Regions from separate parts of the Mus musculus genome. Here region 1 is linked to region 2. Evidence: chromatin contacts called from public promoter capture Hi-C data. All regions are on one chromosome and are shown on one strand. Each heading gives the region's core, a stretch centred on a gene start, on an enhancer-like site or on the middle of the called end of the contact. The rest is flanking DNA. Distances are from core to core; before and after follow the strand shown. Region 1 overlaps Prkd3 (protein kinase D3). Region 2 has its middle 50 kb from the start of Qpct.

What was found. Capture Hi-C pulls out chosen DNA fragments and counts their contacts.
Region 1: a promoter capture Hi-C map of adipose tissue shows a contact between it and region 2. The contact joins two enhancer-like sites. A contact is called at or near these places in 24 of 484 Hi-C or Micro-C datasets (3T3-L1-derived adipocytes, B cells, the C2C12 cell line and 15 more) and 1 of 9 other capture datasets (adipose tissue).

Annotation. Positions count from the first base shown.
Region 1 is chr17:78,986,605-78,992,478 of GRCm38.p6, forward strand. All of the region lies in intron 2 of Prkd3 (protein kinase D3), which reads right to left. It overlaps Gm41622 (a long non-coding RNA gene), which reads left to right. Exons shown (of 6, transcript XR_003952325.1): 4 at 3,815-3,907; 5 at 4,183-4,320. Among named protein-coding and RNA genes, the nearest start is that of Gm41622, 5.6 kb to the left of the region's middle. Within about 2 kb of position 2,642, at least 17 of the 459 cell types and tissues checked have an H3K27ac peak or open chromatin away from gene starts, as enhancers often do. A contact at or near this core is called in adipose tissue and group 2 innate lymphoid cells, where this site is marked.
Region 2 is chr17:79,098,505-79,104,550 of GRCm38.p6, forward strand. No RefSeq gene overlaps it. Among named protein-coding and RNA genes, the nearest start is that of Qpct, 50 kb to the left of the region's middle. Within about 2 kb of position 1,622, at least 55 of the 459 cell types and tissues checked have an H3K27ac peak or open chromatin away from gene starts, as enhancers often do. A contact at or near this core is called in adipose tissue and group 2 innate lymphoid cells, where this site is marked.

The DNA.
Region 1 (5,874 bases), core at 1,392-3,891, 110 kb before region 2:
AAATGTCATCTATTTTACTAATGCCTTAGAACATGCTGTTATAGGAAATTCCTTGATTCTCAGAAGACAACACCACAGCTGTCCTTTAATAAACAATATCGTATGTCACTGGCTTGCGCTCAGTGATCTGACATGAATCAGTCACAGCAAACTGTAAACATGCTCATCGCAGGGGTGTTGTAGACAACATGGCTCACGTACTTCATATGGTGGTATGACTTGGTGAGGAATAACAAGAGACACTGCCTTGGTTTCCTAGTGTAGCACTTGACCGTGTGATCTGACATGCTTTCTTACTTACTCAGCCCCCTGGGGAAAGCCGACAACTTTATAGCCCACTCTTGGCAGTCCCAGCTCCTATGGCCGACGCTTCCGACACAGTAACCGTCCGGAATTTCCTATTTATTATCTTACTATTGTACATTTTTTTCCTACTAGAAAAACCTCATACAACACTCAAAGTTTTCAAATCTTTTCTAAAAACTATTTTATAAAATTATTATTTTAAGTTGAAAACAGTAGCTTATTTAGAAAGTTAAAGGTTTATTTTTATTTTTAAAACATGGCAAATAATGGCGAAGTATAGAAATACTTAGAATTTATAATATCAACTCTACATTCAATTATCTGAGTTGTCAATAATATTTATTATAGTTCAAACTATGTTTTAATGTAAATCTAACATGGTAGTTATTTTTAATTGAAAAGACAGAAATAAAAAATTATATTTTGTTTAAATTCTAATTAAAAATTTACTAAGTTAAATGATTAAATAGGAGATTAAAACAGCTTTAAAACTTAGTTGCACAATCCCTTAATATTAAAAAAATGTCATATTTCACCTTCGTAAGAAAATAAAATCTCTAACCAATATTTGAAAGAATAAAACTGATTTTTAAAATAGCATTTCTGGCATATTTGCTAAATACAAGGCTATTTAGCAGTTGTAATGAGAAAACAATCTGTATTTTCCAAAAGCGTTCCAAAAGTTTGCAATCTAACAGGGAAAAAGATGGAAATAAGCACAGATATTAAAAAGCAGGACAGTAAATGGCAAATGAAATACAAATTCTAGAATAAGGGCAAATAATACCCGAGACACTCTATCAGTCCTGGTTAGAAAACGGGACACCGTCCTGCTGGCTTTACAGGGAGGGGGTCACAACTGAATTTGCTGATGACTGTGTCTAATTCCTAGCACTGTAATTGGTGAATGCTAACACTTCAAAATATTTTATATTCTAAGAGGGAAGAGACAATGGCCAAAGGCAAGATGGTAAAGACCCAAGCTGTCTTCTAAAAACAGCACTCAGGACTGGGGCAGGACAAGAGCTGAGCAAATCCCTGGAGAGAGACTGAAGCCTTGGTCAGGAGAGCATTTCCAGATCTGAATTACATAGAAAGGAACTGGAAAAAAATAGTTGGTTAGCCACCTGGTCACTAGCCTCACATAATCAGTCAAGACAAGTCTCAGCTTGTAGTAATTGAAAAAAATTAACTAAAACCACCAGTGAAAGAAGGAAAGCAACATTTAAATAAATGTATAGCCTAGAGAAGACATAAACAACAGCGCAGTAGACATGCTATCTAATGGGTACCAGGAGCATGAGCTGGGGTACAGTGTGGCCCAGTGTTTTTCCAGCACCTGCATTGCCCACACCAAGCCTCAGCACCACACAGATAAATGAATACACAAATACCCTAGCACTCGTAAAAGGAAGAGTGCAGAAAATATTACAAATAATTATTTAAAATAAACACTCGTATGTCAAGAGGCTGAAAGATGCTGGTGATGACAGTCAAAAGTCACCTCAAGATATAAGTAAATATCTTCACAGAATACTCATGTATAAATCTGACAATCACTGGATGACTGGTGCAGTGGTTTCCAGCCTGTGAGTTTTAACTCTAAGGGTCATCTAAAACCATCGGAAAACACAGTTTACATCACAGTTGATGACATGGATATTTACATTATGATTCATAACAGTAGCAAAACTACAGTTATGAAGTAGTGACGAAAATAATTTTATGGCTGAGGTCACCACAACACAAGGAACGTATTAAAGGTTCGCAGCATTAGGAAGGTTGAGAACCACTGGACTGGAGGAAAAGGTGTAATGTCTGGCTTATGAAAAAAATCCTGATACATATTAAAATATCATATACGTGTGTTTGTTAAGATAGTTAGAAATTATCTGAAGGCAAATGTCAGAACCAAAATAACAGAAACAGACTGATAAGTAAGGAAAGATTAAATATTGTCAGTGAAGTTCAGGGACTCACTGGGGTCAACCTTAAAAAAACACCGAGGTTCAGAGGCTTGATTATGTTAAAGATAACCATCTACAAAGAAACAGGAAATTAACTACAAGCACAGTTTTAAAACATCTAAACAACACACAAAATAAGCAGAAACAACCTGCTAAGGAAATGAACACACACATATTTGCTGCTCATGAGTTTTAAAATTCAGATGTCAGGTCTTCAAAAGTAAGAATGTGACTCAGCTCTGCTCCCGCATGACAGCCATATTAAAATTCTAAAGAAACGCACTTCCTCTCAGTAAGGCCAGGCTCAGGGAACGTCACAGGAGAGACTGCAAGAGCAGAGGCTGACGTAGGCTGGAAGGAAACAATCTTCTAGAATGACAGGACCTCTGTACCCATGAACTCTCAGCCGCTATGGCAGCCCGTACAAAACCCGCACAAGATCAAGCCAGGCAACACAATCAAGCCAGCACAGAGCAGTGAAGATGGAACCTGCATCCCTAACCCAGAAGCTATGGACAGGCGACAGAGAGTTAGTGTTTTCTTTTGTTTTTTTAAAAAAGATTTATTTATTTATTTTACATATGTGAGTACACTGTAGCTGTACAGATGGTTCTGAGCCTTCATGTGGTTGTTGGGGATTGAATTTTTAGGGCCCCTGCTTGCTCTGGTCAACCCCCACTCACTCAGTCCCTGCTTGCTCCAGCCCAAAGATTTATTTATTATTATATATAAATACACTGTAGCTGACTTCAGACACACCAGAAGAGGGTGTCAGATCTCATTACGGGTGGTTGTGAGTCACCAAGTGGTTGCTGGGATTTGAACCCAGGACCTTAGGAAGAGCAGTCAGTGCTCTTTAGCCGCTGAGCCATCTCTTCAGCCAAAGAGTTACTGTTTAAGGGCATGGCTCCTAGTACGGTTGCTCATGCCTAAGGCCTCAAGGTTCCACGTCCAGGAGTGTATGAGTAGCACAAACGGACTCAAGTGATTAAAAGAAAAACTGGACCCAACGTTGGGAGTGTAGGGAGGTGGGGATGGATCTGAAAGACTGAGGGGGAGGAATGGAGCTCAGTATGATAAAAGTATTATAAACAAATGATGTTCAGGCGTTCTTCTCAAATGGATGCCTGAGCATTAAAATTACTTTAAAATGTTATTCACGGGCTGGTGAGATGGCTCAGCGGTTAAGAGCACTGGCTGCTCTTCCATAGGTCCTGAGTTCGATTCCCAGACACCACATGGTGGCTCACAACCATCTGTAAGGGAATCTGATGCGCTTACTCTGGCCTGTGGATGTATTAGCAGCAGAGCACTCATACATTAAATAAATAAAAAATTTAAAGTTATTCATTATGATTATTAGTTTATTTTAAAAATAATAATCTTAGGTGTTCAAAAAATTCAGACAACATTACACAGTGTTCCCATTCACCCAGTCTCCCCATCATTAACACTTTATAGCAGTATTATACATTTATAGCAAATGTCATACTTTGTTTAGATTTCCTTAGTTTTCATCTAATGTCCTTTCTCCTTTCCAGGACCAACCATGAATCTATACGACCTTGAGCTGCCTTTCTTAGATCCAACAGTTTCTCACACTTTGCAGTTTTGGGAGGACGTGCTCACTGGCTGTGAGTTTTATAGGATGCCTCACTAGTTGAACTTTCTGATGTTTATCTCATTTCAAGCTGGGCTTGGGGTTTTGAGGAGGTAGGCTACACAGGTAAAGTGACATCCTTACTATACTCTGTCAAGAATGAGTGTCCCCAGATTTTTATGGTCTGGGGATGAAACTTAGGTCTTCACACTCACATAGCAAGTAGTTTACTAAGCCATCACCCTACGCCCCGAATTCAAATCTTATTAACTGTAAAACCTTAACTATGGTTTTCTATTTGTAAAATAGAGCATACTTGGCAGTAACCATGAAAATTAAACCAATTACTGTAACATAAAGAACTTGGGTTTCTGATGAGTTGGATGTGCCATGAACATTAGCGTCTGTCTACTGCTCCCCATATTTCGTTATTATCAACAACAGCCGGTGAGTACCACATATTTATACTTTTACTACTTCTAGATGATATGCATGGAGATAATTTCTCAGAGTATTACCTAAGTCAAAGTATACATATATATGAAACTCTTAGATACTGACCAATTGGTCTTCACAAAGGCTATATCAGGTTATATGTCTACATGCAAAATATTAAGTTTGTGGGGAGGGGGAGAGGGTTCAGTGCTGGACCCACAGGCTGGAAGAGGACCAGAGATCAAATCCTAGAACCCATGTAAATGCAAGGTGTGTCTGACGGTCTTCTACAATTGGAAGGTGAGATGGGAAGTCCCCAGAGCAAGCTGACTAACAAGACTAGTCATATCAGTGAGCTCAGGTCTGACAGGAGAGGTTCTGCCTCGACGAAGGAAAGCACAAGACTAACTGTGGATGGCTTGGACATCAACCCCAGGTCTTTACATGCATGTGCACACATGTGTACCACATCTGCACACACTTGGGCCCACACATGCAAAAGTCATGCAAATACACACACGAACACAATACACATGAAAATGGAAAAGAAAGCTTTATCCATGGAGTCATTTCCCTTGCCCTGAATTGTATATGTCCATTACACAAGGCTGACCATCTTTCATAAGCTTAAGATATAAGAATTCATTATTTATATTTTTGCCTATTTTTAATAGTTCACTGATCCTCAAAAACTCCAAACTCAACTATTCCTCAAAATTATTTTTGCCTCTTCCAGAATGATTCTCAGTACATAGGGGCTATGGCAAAGTCATGGGCAAGCCAAGCGCAGAGGTACACACATGTAATCCCAGCTTCTAATGCTGGGGGCAGAGGATTCAAAGCTCAAGGGCACCCTTGGATAAACAGGGATTTGGAGGTTGGCCTGGACCACATGAGGAAAAAAAAAAAAGGCATGAACCAAACATTAAAAACCACAAACAAAAGCACTTTATATTTCAAAATCTATCAAAAATAACCTGCCAGTGAAATACACAGAAAGCGGAAGCATTTCAAAGATAATGGCTTGTTTTTCTAACAACAGAATAAGGAATAAAGGAAAAGGCCACTCTCCACTCAGTTGTATAATTTTAAAAGGAAAATATATTCTGGAAAAATAAATGCACACAAACTCTTGCTTCCATTTGCAAATCTGCTGTTCTCCTTCACAGGGCAGCAGAGGGACAACTGCCTCGCCATTGCTACTTTCTATGTACCCTTAAGACGTAAGATGCCCCCAAGAAATGGCCTATACACCTTCTAAACACCCCATTCTCATGGAGGAGAGCAAGGGCTCTTGGGACAAGGCTCAGGCCTCCCAGGGTCGCATCCGGGTACATGGTTAGTAGCTCTCAGTAACAAGCCCAGGCTACAGTGAGCTCAGAGCTCCCAGCTGGGTCTTTGTGCATTTCTCGTTTCCAGAACTGGGGTTTGTGAACACTTAGTAGGTACACATGGTGTGGCAGAGTGCACAGGTCAGCTCCAACATGGAACTATCTGCCCAGTTGCTGGTTAAAGCTCAGGCTGGAGAGCACTGCTGCTCTAGGATGAAAGGGTTTAGAGTGCAGG
Region 2 (6,046 bases), core at 372-2,871:
TTCGCATCACTTGCCTGACTTTGAGCCTTCAGATCAGTGCCCCAAAGGTTATAGAGAACGAAGTTATTAGAAGAAGCAAAACAAAAAGGAAGCAAGATTTTGGTTTCTAGCCAGCCAGACAAAAGGGTTTGATAACTACCGAGATCAAATCCACCAACATGGTTGAAACTAAGTACTAGGGGATGGAGCCACAGAGCAAGGCTTGTATACACCAGAGAGTGTTGGGTTGTCAGATGGCTTTGCCTGACCTCCTTACTCTAAGCTCAATGCTTTAATCTGGCCTTCAGTTTCCAGCTGAATCTGGGATCCTGTAGCAGAAACTACCTGACTTATATCTCTCTTTCAGGAGGATGGCAGTTAGGGAAATGCCAGAGAAGAAAGATAAAAGATATCTGTGTGAAATAATGTGGAATTGGGCATGGTAACACATACTTGTAAGTCCGGAACTTGGGCTGTGGAGTCAGGAGAAAAACTGGAGTTCAAAGTCCTACTTAAGCCAGGCGTGGTGGCACACGCTTTTAATCCCAGCACTCGGGAGGCAGAAGCAGGCGGATTTCTGAGTTCGAGACCAGCCTGGTCTACAAAGTGAGCTCCAGGACAGCCAGGGCTATACAGAGAAACCTTGTCTCGAAAAACAAAACAAAACAAACAAAAAAACAGAGTCCTACTTAGCTACATACTGAGTCTGTGGCTAGCCTGGACTACTTAAGACCCTGTCTTAAAAAATAATAAAATCAAATGATAAAGTGTCAAGAAGAACAGAGTTCAGAGTACTGCTCAGCACTGGAGATGTTTCTGGATAAGACACACACTTGGTGCAAGGAATGGTATTGGCCCAGGACCCCCAAGACTAGGTTCTCCACTCAAAGGAAATTTATTTTTTTCCCAGAGGGACAGAGTGCCAGGAATAAGAGATAAAGGCAGGAGTCAGAGGAAGAGGGAGAGGGGAAGGAAACAAGGGAGAGGGGCAGGATTTTTTCCAGAGTGGGACAAAGGACTACCTTTAGATGGACGCTGCCCTTAGATGTGGCCCATAGAAAAATGGAGGTTTTATAAAGGTAAAATGGGAAACCCCATGTTAGGATGAAGTTTTTAATTTTAATTACGTGAGCCAAAGGGGGCTTTTGATTGCTGGACTTCAATAGTTTAATGGCTGGACCTTGGCAATCAGCCTCTGGAGGAGGAAGTGGCCAAATAAAGGAATAGACCTTGGTGGATGGCTTTAAGAATGCAATCTAGTGGTTTTTAGCAAGGCAGAGGGAACAAAGGAGAAGAGGCAAGGCCTGCAGGCCACACTCAGGCTGGCCAGAGTCCCTTTCCTTGGGTAGGAGAAAAAGGTTAGAAGTTCACAGAGGAAGGAGAAGTGGGAAGGGAAATTGAAGCACCTTCAGGCTTTGAGCAAGCAACCTTGTTCTCTGCTCCCTAACATAGACTTACTTGCCCTCCTTTTGGCTTCTGTGTATCAGCAAGGTCTTTGGTTTAGGCTGTTTCCTCTGGCAGCCAAGAACTCAGTCTAAGAAAATTTGCGTGGGCATCTTTAAAACCTCAAGGGGAGTCTTTCTGACTCATCTTCTTGCCTCTCTCCCACAGCTAGCTCTCAGGAAGGAAACTCCCGGGGTGGAGTCAATGCTGCCCGCCTTCTGGTTCCGGACCTTTTTCCTTCCTGTGAGTGGGATGTAGCAGAAGTGGGTTTTCTCTGTCTTCATCATCCTTTCCTGTCCCCTCTTCCCTTTTCCAACAAGCTCTATTTGGAGTTGAAATGGAAAGATAGCAGGTCTTATTCCAAACATTTAAAAAAATGCAGGGTCTCTAGACTGGGGAGATGACTCTAAAAGTAAGAGTACTGACCGCTCCTCCAAGGGACTTGAGTTCAGTCCCTAGTACCCACATGGTGGCTTGCAGCTGTTTATAACTCCAGTTCTAGACAACCTTATGCTCTCTTCTGACTTCCATAGGCACCAGGAACATACGAAGTACACAGACATACATGCAGGTAAAAAAAAAAAAAAAGAGTCCCCAACTTAATCAAAACCCCAGGGCCTTACTAGGTAACCTAGACTGGGTTGCACCACCCTGTGTGGCCCAGTGTTCCTTCACATAGTCTCTTGCTTTGCCTCCCAAGAGCCAGGATTATAGGCATAGGCAGAAAATACTTTGGAGGCAGGAGGTGGTGGTGGTGTATAACTTTAATCTACTCAGGAGGCAGATACACACAGATTTCTGAGTTAGAGGTCAGCCTGGACTGTGAAGGGAGTTCCAAGACAGCCAGAGCTACATATATAGAGAAAGCCTGTCTAGAAAAACCAAACCAACCAAACCAACCAAACCAACCAAACCAACCAAACCAACCAACCAACTGCCCCCAACCAACCAACCAAACCAACCAACCAACCAACCAACCAAACCAACCAACCAACCAACTAACCAAACCAACCAAACCAACCAACCAACTGCCCCCAACCAACCAACCAACCAACCAAACCAACCAAACCAACCAACCAACTGCCCCCAACCAACCAACCAACCAAACCAACCAACCAACCAACCAAACCAACCAACCAACTGCCCCCAACCAACTAACCAACCGCCCCCAACCAACCAACCAACCAACCAACCAACCAACCAACCAACCAACCAACCAACCAAACCAACCAACCAACCAACCAACTGCCCCCAACCACTTTTTTAATTAAGAGATTAAAGTTAGAGAATGTTGAACTTCCAGTTTACAAGTCCAATTGTAGAGTTGAAACTTTGAAGATTATTTCTGTGTTTCTGATTCCTACACATTTCTACCTCCTTAGAGAAACTCTTGTAAGGATATTGGACAGGACCTGTCTAGGGGCAACAGGCCTCTCATCTCAGTTTTGTAGATACTCTAAACTGTGATCTGGAGGTTTCTTCATTGAGTTCAGTGTCCCATCTTTGACATATGGCTGAACTCAACACTGGTGACATCCTGATATTTTGTCACAGGGGCATTCTGTCATTCTGTGTTCTGATAGTGTTGCATGGGGGGGGGTACACTCTGTGGTTTATATTTTTATATACAGCTCCCCCTCTGGACATGAGTTATACCAAATCTGTCCATCTCAGCTGTCTCCCCAGTATCAAGGCTCAACCTGTTCTTTAGTGATCATAGGGAAGACTGGAGGTGATTGGGCATGGAGTTAAGAGGAAAACAAGAAATGTTCAGGGTTGCAAAATCTGTGAGCCTTGAGCCAGGGAAGTAGGACAGATGTTATCAGAGAATAGAATGCCCTTCACCACACAATTACTGAAACGAGAATCTTTCTTTGCTTTGTTCTTCTCCAACCCATCTGACTCTTGTCTCCTATCTCTTTTGCTGCATTCTCCTCATCTCCAGACTTGGGGATGTTGAAAGACAGTAGGGCTTAGCACTTGGTCCTCATTACACTGTCTCAGCACATGATCAAATTCACCTGCCTTCAGTAATCATGGGTTCAAAGACAATTGCAACTCTCCTAACTGCCTGTAGATTTCATACAGACCTACTGGTAGAGCAGGGCCACTTGGGGAGCTCAACCCACCCCACTAAACTCCTAATCTTCTCCACCTTTGTTGTCTATAATTTGTTCTCCCTGCACCTCAGCATACCATTAAAGCCATTGTTGACTTCTCTCTCACACCCCACACGCAACTAGTCAGCAAATGGGCAGGCCAGGTCTATCTTCAGAGCACACCTAGAGTCTGGTCCACCCTCTTGATACCTTCAGAGCTACATCCTGGTCCAAGGTTTCATCACCTTGTGCTCCAGTTACTGTGAGAACTTCTTATGAACTCCTCCTGCTTCTACCCTGTCACCTTAGACTCTACCTCGTGCAACAGAGGGACCCTTTGGGAGAGTATGTCACATCATGGCAGTCTCAAACTCAAAGTCCTGTAATAGTTGCTTATTCAGAGTAAATGCCAGTGTCTGTACAGTGACCTTTTGACTCGTTGTGATCTGTCCATTCAGATACTCGGACTTCATCTAAGTCTTTCTTACTGTTCACTCTGCTCTAGCTACACTGGATTATTTGACATTAGTTTGGCACCTCAAGCTTGGTGCCTGCACTTCTACCAGGTTTCCAAGCCTGCTTCCCTTAAATGATATAGGATGGTTCTTTTGTTTTAGGGACCTTTTAACCTCATGCCTTTGGTCTGTCTTTGTTTCTGCCCTATCAAGCCCGGGTACTCTTGCTTTGATTTTGACTTCAGTTACTTGTTAGGGTTTCCAGGTTGTCTGCCTCCATCTACACACACACACACACACACACACACACACACACACACACACACACACACTGGCTAATGAAGTGGAGATCCCTGGGTTCAGTCTTATAGAGATCCATATGGATATGGATAATATATTTGAAAATGGTCAATTTTAATTTGACTGGGAAGCCCAGGAAAAAGATACTATTACTTAAAAACAGCTAAAATGTAAACTATTTTCAATAGAGGCTGCTATTGTTGATCTCATAAACAATATATAGGTTTCTATATTAAAACCAGCTAACAGGATGCTTATACTGGAAAGGGCAAAAGGAACTCTGTCCAAAGTGTCTCAACAAGAACTCCAACTTCGTAGTTTTAGTAGGGCTCCTCCAGTTAAATTTTGTTAGGTAATGTGAATATATATATAATCAGATCTTGCCTCGAGTTTATTTGTAAAAGCAGCAGCATAAGACACTGCTCATCTGCAAACAGTGTGTAGGTAGGTATGTCACAGCAGTCCATCTGTCTTCACACTGGCAGGAGCCTTTTCTATGGGGCCTTCAAAGGGGCCTGAGCACCTTTGGGAGCCTGGGCTGGAGCTGAAGCTGGGCCTTAGCTGGAGCTGTGACCTCTGCCTTGCTTTGAACCCTGGGCTTTGGTTGGCAGTGCTTACGACCCTTGGCCATGTGGCTTCAAATCCCTTCCCAAGCTTGGGGTGAGCGATGAAAGCCAGATGGCTGAGTTTGCAGGTGGGGCCTTTGGGTATCTTGGACTTGATGGCCTGAGGCTTCACAAAGGCCTTGATGGCCTCTGCACGTGTGCTCACTGCCTTTGCATTGTTGGCCTGCATCTTCTTCAGGCCTTTCTTGTTGTGCTTCTTGGCAAAGCGCATGTTTCTCAGGAACTTGGAGTCAGTCCCCTTAAGAGATTCATATCTTTGTGACTGGGGTTTCTTGATGCCATTTCTGTGCCATTTGTGGGAGCTGGTTGTGTGTGGTGTGGTTCTTGGATTTGGTCATGTCTTCGTGGTAACCCATGTCCCAAAGCACCTGGGACCAGAAGAGAAAAGTGAACATAGATTTAATGATGATTATGAGATATATATATATATATATATACACACACACACATATACATATATAATGTGTATATATATATATATCTATATCTCACTCCATGCTACATAAGTTAAAGCTGTCTTAAGTTTTCTCTAAGGTTTACCTGGAATCTGACAAGGCCTACTAGTTTTACAGTATGTACACAGATAGTACTAATTTGTTGCATCATTCCGTATGTGTAATTTAAATTCACCTCTCCCCAGAGTGTGATGCTGTACACTATGTTTTTAGCTAAACTGCCAACGTCAGAGCTCCAGATGTGTCTACTTAAAACAATGACAACTGAACTTGCTAAGTGTTAATAGTCCTTCAAGCAAGGAGATGGCCAAGGTCACTCCTTGGTAGTTCCAGTCACTCCTGGTATGTGATTAGGCTCCAATTATATCAGACGTCAAGGCTTTCTGGGAGCCCTAATTATAGGAGTCATTAAGGTTTCCTGGGAATACAGGCTAAAAACTAAAATGGGGAGGAGAGTCACCTGCACAACAATAAAAACTATTGGTATGGGAGCAAAGGTCCCAAATATTGCCTAACATCCCTCTTTAGAAAAATTTCTTACAACAAATAATACATTTGTTTGTTACTGTTATGTCTTATGATGTTATATATTTTTAACCAAGAGAGTTGTTAAAAATCACTAAATATAACTATATAAATATAAATTCCCCTAACTTCTTGGTTCTTTTTCTAAAACCTACAAGAAGAAA